Regions from separate parts of the Sus scrofa genome. Here region 2 is linked to region 1. A link is a contact called in public Hi-C data. All regions are on one chromosome and are shown on one strand. Each heading gives the region's core, a stretch centred on a gene start, on an enhancer-like site or on the middle of the called end of the contact. The rest is flanking DNA. Distances are from core to core; before and after follow the strand shown.

The links. Hi-C and Micro-C count contacts between places; a contact is called where the count stands out from the background.
Region 2: a Hi-C map of omental adipose tissue shows a contact between it and region 1, with 2.6 times the contacts expected there. The contact joins the enhancer-like site here to the promoter of RIF1 in region 1. A contact is called at or near these places in 1 of 5 promoter capture datasets (liver), 21 of 47 Hi-C or Micro-C datasets (alveolar macrophages, blood, brain and 14 more) and 2 of 2 datasets of contacts at active chromatin or transcription factors (alveolar macrophages and skeletal muscle).

The regions. Positions count from the first base shown.
Region 1 is chr15:830,081-833,573 of Sscrofa11.1, reverse strand. RIF1 (telomere-associated protein RIF1) reads left to right here and starts at 1,538. Exons shown (of 35, transcript XM_021076097.1): 1 at 1,538-1,683; 2 at 2,044-2,157; 3 at 2,919-2,997. The coding sequence starts at 2,054.
Region 2 is chr15:969,598-973,090 of Sscrofa11.1, reverse strand. No RefSeq gene overlaps it. Among named protein-coding and RNA genes, the nearest start is that of NMI, 30 kb to the right of the region's middle. Within about 2 kb of position 1,525, at least 36 of the 83 cell types and tissues checked have an H3K27ac peak or open chromatin away from gene starts, as enhancers often do. A contact at or near this core is called in alveolar macrophages, fetal liver, mesenteric adipose tissue and 5 more, where this site is marked.

The sequences.
Region 1 (3,493 bases), core at 289-2,788:
CATGGTTAATAGCTGGGTTCTCTGCCACTGAGCCAGACGAGACTTCACCATCTTAAATATCTGGGTTGTCGTGCTTCTGACCAGAAAATGAGGAGCAAATTCCCCTTCAAAGGTTAAGGAACTTATCAGGCTGCACTGAAAACCTTTCTCCGACATTACTTCCATAGTGTCTCTACACTTAACCAGACACAGCTCATTATTTCCTATTTCTGTAGGTTGGCTCACACAAAGTTGTAGGTCTCCTTCCCTCTCTTTCATCTTTTTGTTTAAAAAACATGCTCTGTGTTGAGCGCTTGGTTTGGCAGAGGCTTTGCTAGGTGCAGATAACACAGAAAAGGGCAAACCACCGCTAATAGTTGTGTGTGGATAAGTAAAAGCTCAAGCCAGGTGCAGAGAACCCATGAGGCCACAGTGGAAGGACCAGATGCTGTTGGGCCTTAGTTGCCTGGTTTAAAGTTGACAAAATTACTCAAGAGACTCAGAGGTCTAGGAAAAGGGGAGCAACATATTAGCACTAAGAACCAACTTTCATTAAGAGTTTACTGTAGGAGTTCTCGTCGTGGCTCAGTGATTAACATATACGACTAGGAACCATGAGGTTGCGGGTTCGATCCCTGGTCTTGCTCAGTGGGTTAAGGATCCAGCGTTGCCGTGAGCTGTGGTGTAGGTCGCAGACGTGGCTCGGATCCCGAGTTGCTGTGGCTCTGGCGTAGGCTGGTGGCTACAGCTCCGATTCGACCCCTAGCCTGGGAACCTCCATATGCCGCGGGATCAGCCCTAGAAAAGGCAAAAAGACAAAAAAAAAAAAAAAAAAGTTTGCTGTAGTTTCTCCAAGTGTTAAGTCCTAGCCAAACCCCACCCTTCAACCTCTGAGGCCTAATAGAAGAATGCAGATCCTACCTAAATCTACCTAATCACAATGCCTAAGGGCGGGTCCCAGAAGCTTGCAGTTTAATTATGAATAGCCCCAGGCCATTGTTATGTACACTTAAAACTTGAGAGTCCCTGGCCTCTCCAACCTCTTCTCACTTGGCTTTCTCCTGAATTAGATACTATTATCATCCCTATTTTACTGAGGAGGAAGTTGAGGCATAAAAAGGTTGATTAACTTGCCAAGGTCATGAAGAACAAGAGGTTGGAATCTAGACCAATCTAAATGCAGGTCTTAGTCTTTTTTTTAATATATAATGATTTTTATTTTTTTCCATTATAGCTGGTGCAACTCTTAGTCTTAAACATCACCATCCAATTATCTCCTCTTGCTAAATGAGTTGTTGCCAATACTTTAACAAATACTGGAATTGCAATTTGAAGACAGTCTGAAGACCCACTACCTTTAAAATCGGTGAACTTTGGAGATTTACATTTTGAATTTCAAGACCCTCGCTGGTTAAATTTAACCCAACCACCTGCAAGGTGACCTGGGGGGCAGGGAGGGGACACAGCAGGAGAGGGAGAGAGGTGATCGATGACTCCGGTGCGCCACCGCCTGTTGGATTGACTCGAGCCTCTCCGGCTAGGCCTGCCCCACTCGCGCGCGCTCCGGGCCCCGCCCCCGCCGCCATCTTGGTTTAGGAGGGAGCTGGCCGCACGCGTGAGTAAACAGCCCGAGCCGGAAAAGTCGAGCTCTGGCCGCCTCAAGGTGCTACGGGGCGACGGCGGAGGAGACGCAGGCCTGTCTTTGTACGTGGGGTGAATATTGGGATCCCAGTGCTGGGCGGCTGGAAGCTTCGGCCCGGCGCATCCTCCGCCCCCTCGCGGCGAGACGCCTCGCGCCCCGGGTTTCTCCCGCCCCCCGCCGGTCTCCTCCCCCTGTTGAAAGCTGCCCGGGAAAGTGGTGGCGGGAGCGGGCCTGGGCTGGGGCGCGGCGTGGGCCTGGGTGCGTGTGGCGGGGCAGGCGGAGATTCGGACTGTGGGTCCCTCCGCCTCCAGGAGCTCGCGGCGTGGACGCCGTGGGGCTCTGGGGCCGGGTCCCTGCCGGGCCGCGGAGGGGGTTGTTTCCCTCGGTCACCGGCTCTTCCCCTCTTCCGGTCCGGGCCGCAGGGTGGCCGACATGACCGCCCCGGGTCCGAGCCACCTGGCGCCGCTGTTGGAGACTCTGGAAGACCCTTCCGCCTCCCAAGGAGAGCAGACCGACGCTTACCTGACTCTGACCAGGTGAGGCCTGCTGGGGGTGGGGGTGGGGCGCCCTGGTGGGTCTCGGGGAGAGGGTACTGCAGGTGGGGCGCAGCAAGCGAGCTTGTGTATTCTAGAGTCTGGGAGCTGTGCGGGCGCTCGGGTCGCGGGCTGGTGGTGGGGAAGGTATGTGCTCAGTGACGTTCACTGTTGCGGGGGCTGCTGCCCTTGAGGCGTGTGTTTGGAATGAGGAAGCCCGCACGTGTGTCTCGCTTGCAAAGGGTTAGGGAAAGTTTGCTTGGAAGTAAGCGTGCTGGAGTAGAGGTTTTTCAGTGTAAGCCATCTCTGTCTTGGAACAGTGTGGGGCAACCCAGAATTGGCTTTTTAGTAGAGAGCAATAAGCCGAGTTTAATTTAAGTCGCACATGCTTCGCGGCTTATTTTTTCCCCGCAGACCGTATTTTTCTGAGTTACTTAGAGTTACTTGGAAATTACTGGAAAAGGGTTAACAGCAGGTACAAAATGATGAAGATTTGAGTAAATTTCTAAGTAGGGATAGATTTCGCTTTTACATAGTGAAACTGTCAAAATGTGTCTATGGATGCACAAGTTATTGTGAGGGCGGCTTTGCATTTATTTCAGTTGTATACTGTATTATATATTAAGTTATCTTAAGCACTGAGTCAGTTAATTTGCCAGAGTTCTAATATAACATTTAAAAAGATTATGCAGGTATTTCAGGGAGTGATTATAGTTTTTTTATGTCTTCCAATTGCATGAACTTGTGTTCTTTCCGCTTTTAAGTCGTATGACTGGAGAAGAGGGAAAAGAAATCATTATAGAAATTGAGAAAAAACTTCCTCGGCTCTTCAAAGTTTTAAAGGTATGTATCTTTGTTGTTTATTAAATAGCTTGTGGGGAAAATGTTTTGCCAACTCAACTTTGAACGTAAAGTAAATAACAGTAGTATTATTATAGTACTGTTTGAGGATTTACAGTGTATTGAGTGCTGTCTTAATTACCTTACGTGTTTTCTCTTATTTAGTCCTCCAATCCTCCATGTCCCAGTGGGGTTACTCTTTAATCCCCACTTTGCAGAAGAAATTGGTTTAACTTGCCTGAAGTTGCCAAGGCACTTGAATCCAAAACTTGCATTCTTAATGTAAAAGTGGTGATCAGAGTTCAGTGATCTGTTTGTAGCAATCCATTTCTAAATAAATGACTCTATAATTTTGTCATTCATTTACTGTGTGGGTAACATTCTTTTTTTTTTTTAAATCTTACCCTCAGTTTTTGCCGCAGTTGCTTGGTTAAAAAAATCCTTACTATGGTTATCTTGTTTGCTTGTTTATAGGGAAGTTATATAGTTTAATATCAAA
Region 2 (3,493 bases), core at 276-2,775, 140 kb before region 1:
GAGGAAAACACTTCCTTAAAATAATCAAGGAGAACTAGAGTGCATAGGAAACAGTAAAAATAGATAAATGTGTTTCACCATCCTAGCCCCAAGTGGTAAGATGTACTTATACCAAAATAGCTCCAAAAAAGGAAAAAAAAAAAAAAAAAAAAAAAGACAGATTTTCAAACTTTCAGGAAATTTTGTTCCATAAGAGATCTTTCTTGATTTACTATGCAATGTCTGGTCCCCACAGTCCACACCAACCTCAGTGGGTAAGTAGACAGTGAATTAGCTTCCTTTTTGTTCTACATCAGTGTCAAAGAAAAACTTTAATCAATTTAAACTCAGGAAACCTACCCCGCCTCTGTCCTCAATCAATCCCAATGCCATATTTCTTTATTAAAGTGACTATAGTTATCTTTGACATCAAAGAAACTTTACCTTTCTATCCACAATTAAGAAGAAAAAGATATCTCGGGATCCCGATGCCTCAGACGCCTTTCAAGAGTTAGCAGTACAGGATTTTGAAACAAGAGTAGCATCTTGGCCAAAAGCATTTCCCCCATATCAATGATATATTTTACCTTCGACCTTCATATCAGATAGCAAAAAGACATAAAGGAAAACTGTGAGCTTATTTTTGTAAGTAAAGCACTTGGGAGAAAAAACTAAACTCATTCAATACGGTTATATTTCTTTTCTTAAAATCAATTATTTATTTTCATTCGCGTCGTCTTTACCGCCACCGGCAAACAAAATCGCATTTGCATCTCACCAAAGCTTTGGCATTTCCGGGACCCTATCTTTTCTGACCAGGAATTGAAGGCTCTGTCACTGTTTTCAAGCGCTTGATGTTAAGAACATGGAGAGCTACATCTGAAATTTGCTAACTGTTCTTGCTAGGCGGCACAGATGGTGACAACACCGAGCCCTTTGTGTCTAGACAAAGAATTAAGGCCACAGGAGAGAATTCTCGCTCATGCAGACAAGGCATCAGGATGCTTTCCCAACTTGTGTCCTTGGCTCAAATCCTTTCTGGCTTCTCACTCTCCCTCTATTCCGTCACTTCCTTCCTTTTCTCCTTCCTCTTTCTTTCCTTTCTTCTCTCTTTCTCCCTCCCTTTTTTCTCGGCCTCACCAGTGGCATGTAGAAGTTGCCGAGCCAGGGTACTGGCCCTTTCAAAAGCAAACAGTGGAGTCCATTGCTGGGCAGTTTTCTCCGCTCCTGTCCCCCGTAGCGTAGGAGGACCACAGCTAAGTCCTAAGACAGGCCGCGAGGCCACCCCTCGACGAAGCAGCTGTGCCCCCGACTTTAAAGCGTTAGGTGCAGAAGGTGGCCAAGGCGGGGCTTTTTTTGGAGCTGGCCCCTCTCGAAAGCCTGCAGTGAATTCCCGAACTGCAGCACCGCACCCCCGCCACCCCCACCTCCGGCAGGTGCAGAAAGGCAGGGCGGGGCTTGCTTGCAGGGGAGCCAGCACCGCTCACCCTCGTCCGCCCCGCCCCGCCCCGCGTCTTCCTGGGGGACCATGGCAACTGGACACGGGCTTCTGTGCCCTGCAAAATCCACAGCAAAAGCAACTTGCCATGGCTGAGGAGAGGCGCGCTCTCTGCGGCCGGAAGGTTTTGGTTTCCTGTTTTCTGTTCCCGCTCATTTGAAAACTTTGTGAGAAAGGGGCGGCCGGTCCATCCACCCAGCAGTTCTGCGGCCTCGGAGCATCGGGGTGGGAGCCCGGATCTAGGAAGACTGCTGCCAGGATGCCCTCGGTAGTTTCTCAACTTGTGAAACTACGCTGGAGAGAGGCCAGAGGGATTCCCCGGCAGAAATGCGGGAATTCTCTGGGTGCTATGTGTGTCCTATGCGCGGTGGAATCCAGATTCTTCTTCCTATACTTTCGTTATCTGCCTAGTCGTGTCCTCACCGCACCTGTTTCTCCTCTCGGCACCTGCCTGGCAAGAGTGGCCAGGTGCGCAGGGCATGGGATCCAAAGGAGCAAGATTCTTGCCGAGAGAACGCAACATCCTGTCCACACCAGGCTTAGATTCCTGAGTCTGGCATCTACAGAGACACGGGACTACACATACATAGCTTCAGAATCAAAGAGAGCCTGAATAAGAAAGGCAAATGGCTGGCTAATACGCAGAAGTTCAATTCCACTCCTAAGAAATACAAATTGAAAGCATAACAGGATCCCTTCTTCACACAATTAGATTGGTAAAAATTTTAAAGTATGGTAAAATTTACCGGTTACTCAGTGTTAACCAGAGAGCAAGGAAGCATCAATTTTTGGGTGGCCTATAAGGCCTGTGCTTGCCCAGCTTCAAGATAGAAAAAAGAGCCCAGAGTCAGCAACAGAGACTTCAATGGTTTAATGGATGGGTGAGCTCACACCTCTGAGGAAGGTCATTGGAGCGACACTCCCACGGGGTGTGTGTGTGTGTGTGTGTGTGTGTGTGTGTGTGTGTGTGTGTGGTGGCAACTCTGGTGGCAGTCTTGGTCTTGGTGGGTGGGGCATAGAGATTTTCAGTTATAGGGGGAATTCATTCAGCTCATCAGTTACCAGGGAAACCAAGGAGGCACACACCCCTCATTGCCCCTTTAATACGCTGTCACTAGCTAGGGCCTGGGAAAAGTAGATAGGGAGTTCAGTCATGTGCATAGGGTACAGGTGAAACAAGCACTGGTCAAGCAAGAGATGTACAGAGAGCAAAACAACAGCTACCCTGAGTGACCTGACCACGAAATCAGTGTTCCTGCAAGTGTAGACAGGGCAAACATTTCTAAGGATTTGGGCCCTTCTCAAAAATGTAAAGTGCAAAAAAATGTAAAAATGTATATATTCTTAGAATTATCAGCTCCACTTTCAGAACAGAACTGAAATTACAGGTCACAAGTAGAACTAAGATACTCTACAGAAATTTTAATTGTGCGTTGCTTGTAATATAATTTTTTAGAAAGACTGAGATCCACCCAGTTAAACTATTGCTTATATGGTGGATGGCACAAAGGCTATGACGATTTTTAAACAATGAGGTAGATCTATAATGCTCTAATTTCTATTTTATATTCAGATTCCTACATTTATATGCCCACTCAAATGTTTGATAAACCTGTTAAGTGTAACAGGAACTTCCTCCCATTTCTCCCTCAGTAAATAATTAGCACTCTCACCCACCTAAGAGCTTAAATTCCTAACTCACTTGTCTTCCCTAACTCTTCTTTTCTTTATATTACATTCTGTAATCCAAACACTCTCTCCAACTTTATCTCCACCCCTAGATCAACTCTGCCTTCCGCCTAGTTCCCCGTCAATTCATTCTGGATACCACCCCCAGGACGATATTTTTAAAATGTAAATCAGGCTTGATCCCCGTTTGAACACATCATTGTTTTTCCACTGCACTTTGAATAAAATTTACATTCCCCATAGGGAATCCACCTAGGGGGATTTTCCAGGCTACTTTTGGCCTGGATGGCTCCTCCCTAAAATTCACTTAACTGGCTCATTGCTGTC